Regions from separate parts of the Acanthopagrus latus genome. Here regions 1 and 3 are each linked to region 2. Evidence: chromatin contacts called from public Hi-C data. All regions are on one chromosome and are shown on one strand. Each heading gives the region's core, a stretch centred on a gene start, on an enhancer-like site or on the middle of the called end of the contact. The rest is flanking DNA. Distances are from core to core; before and after follow the strand shown.

What was found. Hi-C and Micro-C count contacts between places; a contact is called where the count stands out from the background.
Region 1: a Hi-C map of muscle shows a contact between it and region 2, with 5 times the contacts expected there. The contact joins the promoter of tent5aa here to the promoter of bckdhb in region 2. A contact is called at or near these places in 4 of 4 Hi-C or Micro-C datasets (liver and muscle).
Region 3: a Hi-C map of muscle shows a contact between it and region 2, with 2.3 times the contacts expected there. The contact joins the promoter of dop1a here to the promoter of bckdhb in region 2. A contact is called at or near these places in 3 of 4 Hi-C or Micro-C datasets (liver and muscle).

The regions. Positions count from the first base shown.
Region 1 is chr17:7,653,353-7,656,838 of fAcaLat1.1, reverse strand. It overlaps tent5aa (terminal nucleotidyltransferase 5A), which reads right to left and starts at 1,401. Exons shown (of 3, transcript XM_037075803.1): 1 at 1,142-1,401; 2 at 1-497. The coding sequence starts at 331.
Region 2 is chr17:7,786,138-7,789,741 of fAcaLat1.1, reverse strand. It overlaps bckdhb (2-oxoisovalerate dehydrogenase subunit beta, mitochondrial), which reads left to right and starts at 2,117. Exons shown (of 11, transcript XM_037074793.1): 1 at 2,117-2,359. The coding sequence starts at 2,164.
Region 3 is chr17:7,564,411-7,567,990 of fAcaLat1.1, reverse strand. dop1a (protein dopey-1) reads left to right here and starts at 2,237. Exons shown (of 38, transcript XM_037074074.1): 1 at 2,237-2,369. ube3d (E3 ubiquitin-protein ligase E3D) reads right to left here and starts at 1,392. Exons shown (of 10, transcript XM_037075635.1): 1 at 1,104-1,392. The coding sequence starts at 1,195. LOC119005937 (a long non-coding RNA gene) reads right to left here and starts at 3,252. Exons shown (of 2, transcript XR_005070622.1): 1 at 2,856-3,252; 2 at 2,104-2,351.

The sequences.
Region 1 (3,486 bases), core at 152-2,651, 130 kb after region 2:
CACTTTCACCTTTCATGTCTGCGCAAAATATGAGGTCAAGGTCCTTAAAGCCCAGTCCGCTGTCCTCGTGCAGAATGTGGCTGGCCGCGGAGCCGTTTAACCGCACGTCCCGGACGTGGATCTGCTTCTCCTCCATCCGACTCCGCACCACCTTGACGATCTGCCGCGGCTGCATCTCCAGGGTGGGGAAGTTCCCCCGGCCGTGGATCGGGATGGTCTCCGTCAGGATGGCGTCCAGCCGCTGCACTTGCTCCCAGCTGAGGACGCTCACGTTGCTGCCCTCCGTGTCTGACACGCAGCTGGCGGTGGAGCCACTGTCGTCCTCTGACATGGTGCAGAAAAAAAAAGTCCTCAAAAAAATGGAAAATTCAAAAATTCGAAATAAATACGTTTTCTTTTCTTTTCTTTCTTCCTCAAAGTAGGAGCAGGTCGGTGGACGCGTCTTTTACGCGTTCGATATAGTTGGGAGACAAAAACTTCATCCAGAGCAGGGTTCTCTGTAGGAAAAAAAAAGTGGTCCGAATTGACTGTAAATAAACAAAAACAAAATCAAAATATATTTTTATATATATATATAAACGACCCCGAGGCAGAAAAGTGATTTACAGTCGCAGATTTGCGCAATACGCCTGTGGTTGGAGGTCCGGTGGCGCAGCAGTCGAGCTGGTGGTTGTGTGGAAGCGTGTAGAAAACGAGTCGGAACTTTCTCCTCTCTTTTCTCTCCCTCCGTCCTTTTAAAACATTCGCCCCGGTGCCGCCGTCAGTGCGTCCGAGCGCTGCGCATCAGTCTTTGAAGGTCGCTGATGATCCAAGAGGGGGTTTGCTTTTCCGGCTGTGACTCCATCGCTCAAAGGCACGCCTATGATTTTATGAATTTGCATGAATAAGCTGCTCCTCGAGTCGCACTCCTTTGGCACCAGTCGACGATCGAACCCCCCCTCAGAGGAATCTTGTGGATTTTTTTTTTTTTTTTACGCACGGCTCCTACATATCTTTTAATTTTTTCTCTCGCCTCTCCTCTCGCCAACAAATAATCCCGTTAATACAGTTTGAATGTGCTCAGGAAATCCAGCTCGCTCTCCCCCGACTTTTGTTTAGTTCGACATATTTTTCCCCCACTTGTGCCGAAGTTAACCGTTACCTGCCCACTTGACACGCCGCGTCCTTGTGCACCAGTCAGGACCGGAGTCTGGAGATGTCAGCTGCGCTTCACTCCGCCCCCCTCTGACAGTCTGCTGCTCGGTGAAGAAAAAAAGAAAAAAGAAAAAAACCCTTCTCAACATGCTCAACACTGTAAGACTCTGGTGAAGTAGCTCCCCGGACTGCATTCATGATATATTCATAACGAAGACCTTGATCAGCTCGTTCCAAAAAAAAAAAAAAAAAAAAAAAAAAAGCATTAAACCATTTCTGCTCCAAATGATAATCAGTGCGTATGAATTCGTTTATAAATTACGACATATTGAAGGTCAGACCCTCCTACAGATAAATATCATGAGAGGGGAAAAGACATGAATGTCATGGAATATAAAAGTTTTGCTCCAGTCTGAGCGATTCATCTGCATATAAAGCTGGCTGGATGTCGCCCTCTGTGGGCCAGTTCAGGGACTATTTCCTTTAAAAAACAAAACAAAAAAAAGGCCCCAAGAAAATATAAACTTTAAACATGCGCCGAAATAGCCATTGAAGATGTACTTTTGCTGTTTAAAGCAGACAGGAAACATTGTCTGTGGAATCCAGTAAGTCTGTTACCCCCAGACCACTAACACCTTCAGGGTAAAGCTCTGCCGGCCCTCGCTGATAAGCTACCCTCAGCTTCTAACAACTTCTGTCGACTCTGAGCTTGGAAAAACACACACACACACACACACACACACACACACACACACCTGTTAAGGTTTTTTTAACGAGACAATTGTGTCCTTCAATTCAGTTTTTCTATCAAGAAGTCAGAAGTCCACTGTGGGCGCCGGGCAGTCGTCCCTGCTCCAGGCAGCATGTGTCAGGGTCAGTGAGGGGGCAGGATGGAGGCGTGGGGGTCAAGGTGTGGCAGCTGTCACGGTTGCTCCATTAGGCGGCGTAAAGCCCTGCGTCACTGCAGCCACCCAGATCTGTACCTAAACCCTGATTATCCCATTTACTCCATTGCATTACATTAACTCGGAGGCCCACACAGGAGCTCTGCCCCTGCACAGCGTCACCGGACACACACACACACACACACACACACATGGCCTCTAATATCCGAGTGTAAATCACACGCCTGCAGCTCTTACAGACAGCAAAATAAACTGCAAATGAAGAGCTCAGGCAGGAAGAGGGTCGTTTTGCCGCATGGCGTTGCGATTTAGAAGAATTCGCCCTCACTTCGTTTCTTAAATGTAACTTTTGTTTTCACGCTTTGCTTTGGCGCGTGTCAGACAGGTTGATCGCAGGTCCCTGAAACCGAATCCCACATCTGGAAATATACGTGGAACTATTAGTCAGTTACAATGGACCGGGAGCAGCCCCCGTCGATGTGTTTCCCAGGTGTGGGGAAGAGACGGTTGCTGTGGATTGGACCCGGTTATCCTCCGCCGGTCCACGGCGCGAGGCTAAATCAAAGCAGCTGTCACAGGCCAACAGGAGGTGGATGCATATGGTGCACCTCCAGAACAGAGCGCCGCTGATGAGTTGTTTTGTGTAAATACCACTCGTCACCTCATTACCCACCGTGACACGGGTGATTCATTGGTTGTGAAAGACAGTGAGATTAGGTTGTCAGAGAATTAAATGTTGGTGAGAGTCTGAAAACAATACACACCTCCTCCCCCTCCTCCTCCCCCTCCTCCTCCTCCTCCTGGTGATGGTGAGGTCTCAAGAATGGCAGCAGCTTTAAATATGGAAAGAAAAAAAAACAACACAGACCAGTATTTCCTGACTTGAGACTCTAATGTATGTGGGGGAGACTCTTTTCTCCTGCCTCTCGTGAAGCAGATCTTCACGGCGCTCGTCTCCGGGGTCCACGAAACATTTTCGGGACAGCCCAGTTCAATAAAAAGAGAGAAAAAGAAAAAGCATGGTGGACCTGTTTTGTGTTCCTGTGCCATGTATCCGTCTGCGCAAGTGAGATTTATCCGCCTTGAAGCACAACATCTCCGCCGCCTTTGAGCTTCCTCCTCGGGGTCAGGACCCTCCGCTGGGATGGAGCGACAGACCTCGTCTTGTAGCTCCTGATTACGCAACATGAGCCGGTATCTAACATCGACCACAGTGATGTTTCACTTTGTGCGTTTCTTTACGCAATGGCTAGTTCCTCTTCAACACACTCAACTTGCAGGAGTTTTTAGGGGTCAGTGTTGGTGGCTGTTACAGTGTGTGATGCTGCATGCAGTTTGTAGCTGTACAGTTGCTTTTCAAAGGTCTGATGTTATTTGCATGGAGTCCTGAAGATGCTCAGTATTTCACACCCATGGAGGCAACTGTATGAATGAACAGAGCAACATG
Region 2 (3,604 bases), core at 868-3,367:
CATTTTCTGAGCCACCATCCTTTGTCATAAGGATATTCCCAAACATCCATCTTGCAATAAAGACTTTTTAAAAACATCAATATTATGAAGTCATTCCAAGTAGGAACAATTGCTGTACATTCCATGTATTATCTCGATCCTAAATCCAGGTCTGAACAGATATGTGTCCATGGTCTGAAAATAATCTCATATGGATTGTTCCGCTGACAGTTAAATGTGTATTGGTCCGCTGATCAGCTGATCCAGTTCATCCAGAGAACAGCAGGGCAGTAAGCTTCCTCGTGCTGTGACCCCAAAACCCCAGAGAGAGAAAAACGGAGAAAATCAGAGAGCTTTCAGACTGAATGAGGTCCTTCAGCTTCTTCAAGTATCAGAGGCACCATAAATAGATAACAATAGAAAACTCTAGGATGCAGGTATAAACAGACATGTTTTTTTAAAGGCTTACATCTATTTGCATATTGGTGGCAACTCTTAGTTTGTTTTAAAACATAAAACTGACCCACAACTACAAAGTGCTGAGAGGTTGTTCTCCTGAGGTTCAAGACTGTGAGCAGACAGTTTGTTTCTTCAGATCACAAACTGCTGAAGGTAAGGACAAGGAAGGGCTAACAGAAAGAGCCTGACAGATGACTGTGATGCAGATCAGAACTCTCCTAACTCTTAAAAGATTAGAGCTGGCCTGAGTGTGTCTTACAGAAGGCTCTTGCTCTAGCTGCAGACGAGCCTAGACGTTCAATAGCTGGTTCTTGAGGTCAACCTCAAACCCAAATCCATTCTATCTAACGATTTTAATTGTACTCCTTTAGCCTTGAGAGAAATTGATCATTAAACAGTGTAATTATCTGAGATTTTTTTGTCATATACTTTATGACAAAGTCTCATATGATGATGAAAAGTATAACATATTTTCTCTAAAATGTTATTACATTTAGTATCACTGATGAGCACCTGTCCAATCTGTCAAACTGGAAGAACTATAAGTATATGTGTATGGTATTGCTTTACATATTTGTCTGAATTAACTATAGCTGCATCAACACTTTTCACTAAATGTATCAGAATGCAAGAAGCAGCCATGATCATCCACCTGATCAGTAACATTTCTTTTGGTCATACCATGCCTGATATAATATAGTTTTCCTATTAATCGTTACACTTCTGTTTTCCACAAGGTAAACTGAGACAAACGAGTGTTCAAGTGTGTGATAGTGGCAAAATCCACTTTATCAATTATTTATTTATTTTTATGCTATCTTTTTGCAACAGAGGAACATGAACTAAAAAAAACAGATATGGGGTTGTAAAGCCATCTTTAGCGCCCTAAACTACTGATCACATCTGCATGTGAAATGACATATTAAAAGCTCTTCAAGTAGGCCTGTGATGTATATCCAAGTGCTGTCCATCCATGGCAATCAAGCACTGTAGGAAAAGTTAAAGGGTTAGCCTACACAAGTTAGTAAAGATGGATCTGTCCATCACTGAACAGAAGTGCAGGCACAATGTTTATGTACAGACCCGGTCAAAGGTTTGGCACACCTTCTGATTCATTGATTATTCTTTATTATTTGTTTCACTATAAAATAAAGTAGGACAGGTCATCCCTTCGCCATCGCAGGAAAACAAAGTATTTAGCTACATGACTGTACGTACTGAGCGTACTCTCACGGCCACTTTAGGCTGGGATGGCAAGACCTCTCCAACAGGCGCACCGCCCTCCTTTTTAACCAATCACAACCCTGGCTCTGCTCATGGACGTTGGCATGGAGAGAAAGAAACAGGAGGTCTCACTCTGACACTATTCCCGGTTACCACAGAGAGCCGACGTTCCTTTCCTTTCTCAAGCCAGCCCACTATGTTACCTTTGAAACTTTCTGCAAGATGGAGTGGGGTTTGTCTACGTATCTGAAGTCATACTTCTTCAGCACAAACACATGAAATAAATTAAACATAAAAGTTGCTGAAATATTAACGAAAATGCCTGTTAATTGATTTAGGACACTGATTTAGAAACAGAGTATCAGTAGTGGGACGGGACTTTAGCTGGATAGGCTAGCAAAGACCAGGGTCCTCTCAACTGAATGAGGCTGTCTTCTCTTTAATAGGCGATCTTGGCGCTATGATTCATCTTGCCCTTCCTGGTCAGCCATAACAACAGTGATGGCGGCTGCTGCACGATTCCTGATCCGAGGTGCAAACTCGAAACTTTCTATCTCCGGCATCGGCACCGGGGCTCAGAGCTCGTTTGGCGTCACTCTGCTGAAGTTGTCGCCGAGCTGCAACTCCCGCGTCAAGACACAACGGAGACATGCATCGCACTTTACCTTCCAGCCTGACCCCGTACCGACACAATATGGTGAGTGGCGGGCTAGCCGGCTAACGTTAGCTGCGTTCACAGAAGAGACTTGTGAGGCAGTGAAAGTGTCCATAGTTTTGCTGTGAAGTAGACATTGACAAGAGCTTACGGTAATTAGAAATGAGCCACTTTTAGTCTTTGTTACCTTTCCATTCATTGTCCTGTGTCAGTCATTGAACTGCACAGTCGGGGCAGGTTGGACGTCTTGTACCTCAATATTTAAAGGTCCCCTCGATACACAGTGAGGACATGTTGAAATGCTGTGCTTGGAATAACAAAAAATGTAATAATAATGTGTGTCGAAATGTTTTTCGCCAGAAAGTATTTAGACTTTCACTATTTAGGGTATTTTTCATCTTCTCAAAGTCCCCCATTGTAAAAAACAAAAAACAAAAAACAAAAAAAAACCAAGAAGCTACAAGTTATGTTTACTCTAAATGTCCAATTTAAAAATCTAACTAGTTGGCACAAAATGTCTCCTATTTCTCTGATATATGTACCTCCAGTCGATGCACTGCACATCGAAGGCTTGTCCATAGTTTCCATACTGCGCTTTAGTGTCATATTGGACCATGACCGGCTCCAAAGTAGCCGGGATGTCACAAAATCCAGCTGTTACGGTCTTGTATTAACTGAGATTTAAGGTGAGCACAGAGAAACTTTCCCCCTTCTGCTGATCAATGTGAAAACTTAATTCTAGTGTCACACTTTGCATTTACTTAACGGTGTTCAGTGAGGATCAAAACAGCCAAGATTCAAAACAGTGACTAGTGAGGGGGTCTTTAACAGTGCCTCAGATGATTTCTAACCATGTTGATATCTGCTGCCCTTTGTAAGGAGTAAGCCTGGTTAATCATAGCTAACACCAAACTGTGTTTTGATTAGTTATTGCTGCTGCTGCGTGTAGGCTTGACTACCAGGTAGAAAATGACGCAGGTTTCAAACTTAAACTGTAACGTTTTGTTTCACATTACTGCTAGTGGACAATTATGCCGAACAAGTTTATCCACGAGGTTGACATTTTGTTGAAATGAAAGCACTGAATGGTGTACTGTAAATGGTTAGTGCAGTATGACACAGCAGAGAATGATATCTGTGTCATAAGACATAGTCTGAGACAGTCCAAAACGAGGTGAGAGCTCAATGTGTCCTACAGTTCATTTGACCAGGATGTTGTCACTGAAACACCTGCCAACATATACACTGGTTCCAGCAGTGAGACACTCCTAGTATCATGTATTCCTT
Region 3 (3,580 bases), core at 988-3,487, 220 kb after region 2:
GTAGCTAGTTGATAAGTGCATCAAATAAATGCAGTGGAGAGGAAGTATTAAGTAGGAGAAAGGAACTACTGACGTGAAGTACCTAAATAATTGCATTTAAGAACAATATGTGAGTAAACTGTGCTTAGGTTTATTCCATCACTGGTTGGTCAAAATTTTGACACAAGTTTCATTTTCACTGCAAATGATTATCGGTTTTCAGTCTCCTTGATTTCAGTTAATCGGTATTTGCCCTGAAAAAGTCATATCGCTCGATCCTTATATTGCACTTTTGAATTACACAAGTACAACGCCTGCAAATTTCAAAATTAAAACTATCAAAGTATCAGCAAAAAAAATGTAGGTCATCCTAATGTGTCAAAGATAAAAGATGCCATATTGTCAATGTTATATCATCATTTTACACGTTGTGACATGATCTTATGCTTTGCTGTTAAACTCCAATCTGAAAAGTGACTAGTAACTCTGTCGAATAAATACAGTAGAGTGTAAAAGATATTTTCCTTACGTATAAAGGGAACGAGGTAACTAATTTGAAATACTCGAGTCAAGCGCACAGAAACTGTCCCGTTTTCTGAAAAGCAAAGTCAATCACAGCCAGGCCCAGGTTGTATTTGTAACGTAGCCTTTCTTTTACATTTGTGACACGCTCGTGAAACACTGCAGCATCACTCAAAATGCCCGTTTTTAAGAATGAAGGTAGAGACAGATCTTCCACAACAGTGTCTTTACTAATGGACTATTTGTGTAGTGTAATGAAAGGAATCTCTGAGGATAAGGTACTTGTCAAAAATTAATAATTATGTGTGTTACACGACCGACAACAAACAGAAGAATAACAGGCGTCTTCTCAGTGCCTTATTTAGTCCAGAGAAAGATAGTCCCAAGCTTGTTTCCTGACACATTCTTGTACAATAAATGTGAGTTTTTATAAATGTCGTTGAATGGTTCACTGAAACAACAGAGACACATTTAACGGCATAGCTGACGATAGCTATCTATGCTAAGTTAGCTAGCTTGCCTTGCTAGCAAATCCAAACATGTTAAATGGCTGTAATAACTGTAACTATTAAGTTATCGCGCTCATTTTTCAGAACAATTACCCAACAATGAGAAGTCCAGTCTGGAGTCTCTTCCTCAGCTCTAAGAAGACTCCAACTCCATGTGTTTTAGCTGGCATCTCCAAGTCTGACATTCAGGCAGCGCAGGATTCAGACAGAACGGAAAAAAGAAATGAACAGCACAATAATCAAAACTATGACTGGGTGACTGCAGATAGTAACATTACATCCAAAATAAGACAACCATAAGGCACGTCTATCTCATTTGGTAGACACAAGAGGCTGAACTAGTCTGCAGCGTGACAATACCGGTGCTGTCAAAGACAACGTAGAAGGAGAAGAACATCCGGTCAGATATTTCAAAATAATATGAAATGCTTTTAGCGCCAATGCATTGTGATTTGTCTTTGACCACCTGTATTAACATATTTTATTTTAATGTGTATGTTTTAGAGGGTAAACAGTACTTTAGTTAAGGATGTGACTTACACTGTCTTTAAGTGGAGGCAGGTATCTTGCATGTTTGAGCATGTGGATAGAAAGCAATGATGAGACAGACTTTACCAACAATGGTTTTGGGTATTTACAATAGATAACTTTTCAAAACATTCCCCTTTAGAATCATGCTGGTCAACTAAATTGTGTGTTTGCTATTATAAGTTTAATCCCACTTGTGCGTCCAAATATGTATTTGCCTTTCACTGCTGTAATACTCTGTCCCACTGTCTGATTGAACTGGTTTCACAGGTGCAAGTATTTGCTTCTGGGACTCTTTTATTTGGGAATATGCCGTTTAAGAATACATTATTTAAAAATGTTTGCCTTGGGATCCCAGGGAGGTTGCACAACCCAGCTGGTCATCCAGCCTTGCCCAGATCCAGGAGAGACTGGAATAAAATGAATGAATGTTGCAGAGTTTAAATTATTTATTGGTGTTATTATTTTTGACAAAAAAAGCACTGGGTAATTTAACATACCAAGAACAATAATATGCATGTCAATATGGGGGAAATACAGGATAACTCAAGTCAAGTCAGTGGAGAATATTTAGAAAGCTTTTATTTCGACTCAGCACATCATTTCCGGGTTTTTTCGGAGTAAGTGCGGTTGACTTCACTCAGCTGAGAGGCGGAAGACGTCCATGCGGAAGACCTGAGCCGTTGGACGCTATGGTTGGACGTAGAGCTGATCTGCAGTGCAGTCTGGGAGCTGTCAATCGTCTCGCTTTGTATCTCTGGCACTGGAAGCTGCCGATGCGCTCATCACTGTTTATTTACACGCTGCGGGACACTACGAAGAGAAACATGAGTATGTAGAAAATAGATACCTATTGTCTGCTTCCAAAGTCTTCTGTCAGGGGACCTGCAGTATATATGAACGGGTGACATCGGAGCCGGGCCCTGCATCTCCATCATTTAAACACCCTGCTACCAACGCTAGCTAGCTCGCTAGTCATATTATTGACGCTGTCAGCCGTTTTTACTGAGCGAACCGGCCACATGATTGAATGACAGTTGCTGGCCCGTGTCCTTTGACGGTAAGCTTTCATATGCGCTAACATTTTAATCGATACTCAGTGGCGTGTATGTTAGCGGAAATCACCTTTCCTAGCTAGTGACTAGGTAGCTGTTAGCTGAACCGTTACTGTAACAGTCCCTCACCCGGCAGTAACACGCTTATTACCGAAGCTAGAATACTTAGTGAGTGTTTCACAGCTAAAGTTAAGCTTGTAGTAATTTTTTTTTTCCTTTGTGAAATTTTCAGCACCGCACGTTTACATGTGAAAACGCTCACCATGTTTGGACGACAGGTGTGCGTACCTGCTCCGCCGTTACTGGGTTGTTGACACTTCACAGCCAGACTTGAAATTCGTTTGAGTCTGTTTGAGAAGCAAACATAACAGAGCTAGCACAGGCTAGCCTCTCAGTCAGCCTTACATTTCCCTGAGTTTTCAGGCACACCACTGCCTCAGCCACTTGTTTTTTTTTTTGTATTTATGTGAGAGTGTGCGGGTTACTTCTTCTTAAGAGTCCATTCACTCCGTTATCTGCTGTAAGACAACGCTTCACGGCAGACATTTTGACGTGTCACAGCAGGGACAGGCTCAGGTGTAACTACTGACATGGCTGGATAGAACTGTGCTTGGTGGCTCTCTGATACGGTTTCCTGGGATGACCGCATACATTGAGTCACCATTAATCTTGTCAGTTCCACCTGTTATTGTTGTGACAATCAGAATGTCCCTCATAGAAAAAACTACAAAAATGTCCCTTGCCTTTTCCTCTTCCTCCCATGATCCTCTCACACCCCTCCTTGGACTCCTTGTGACTAAAGGTCACTGGGTCACATCTTGTTTGGCACGTTCACGGCAGCCAACACTTTTAAAAACTCCATATAAAAGTGAAGCATATGTAGCTTTTCTATCAGAGTTTATGCCTTTTTAATCAAAGCTGGTTTATGTAGCATGCTCAGACTCATCAGACTCTTCCCTCCCCTGTTCGCCAGCAGCAGAAATCCTT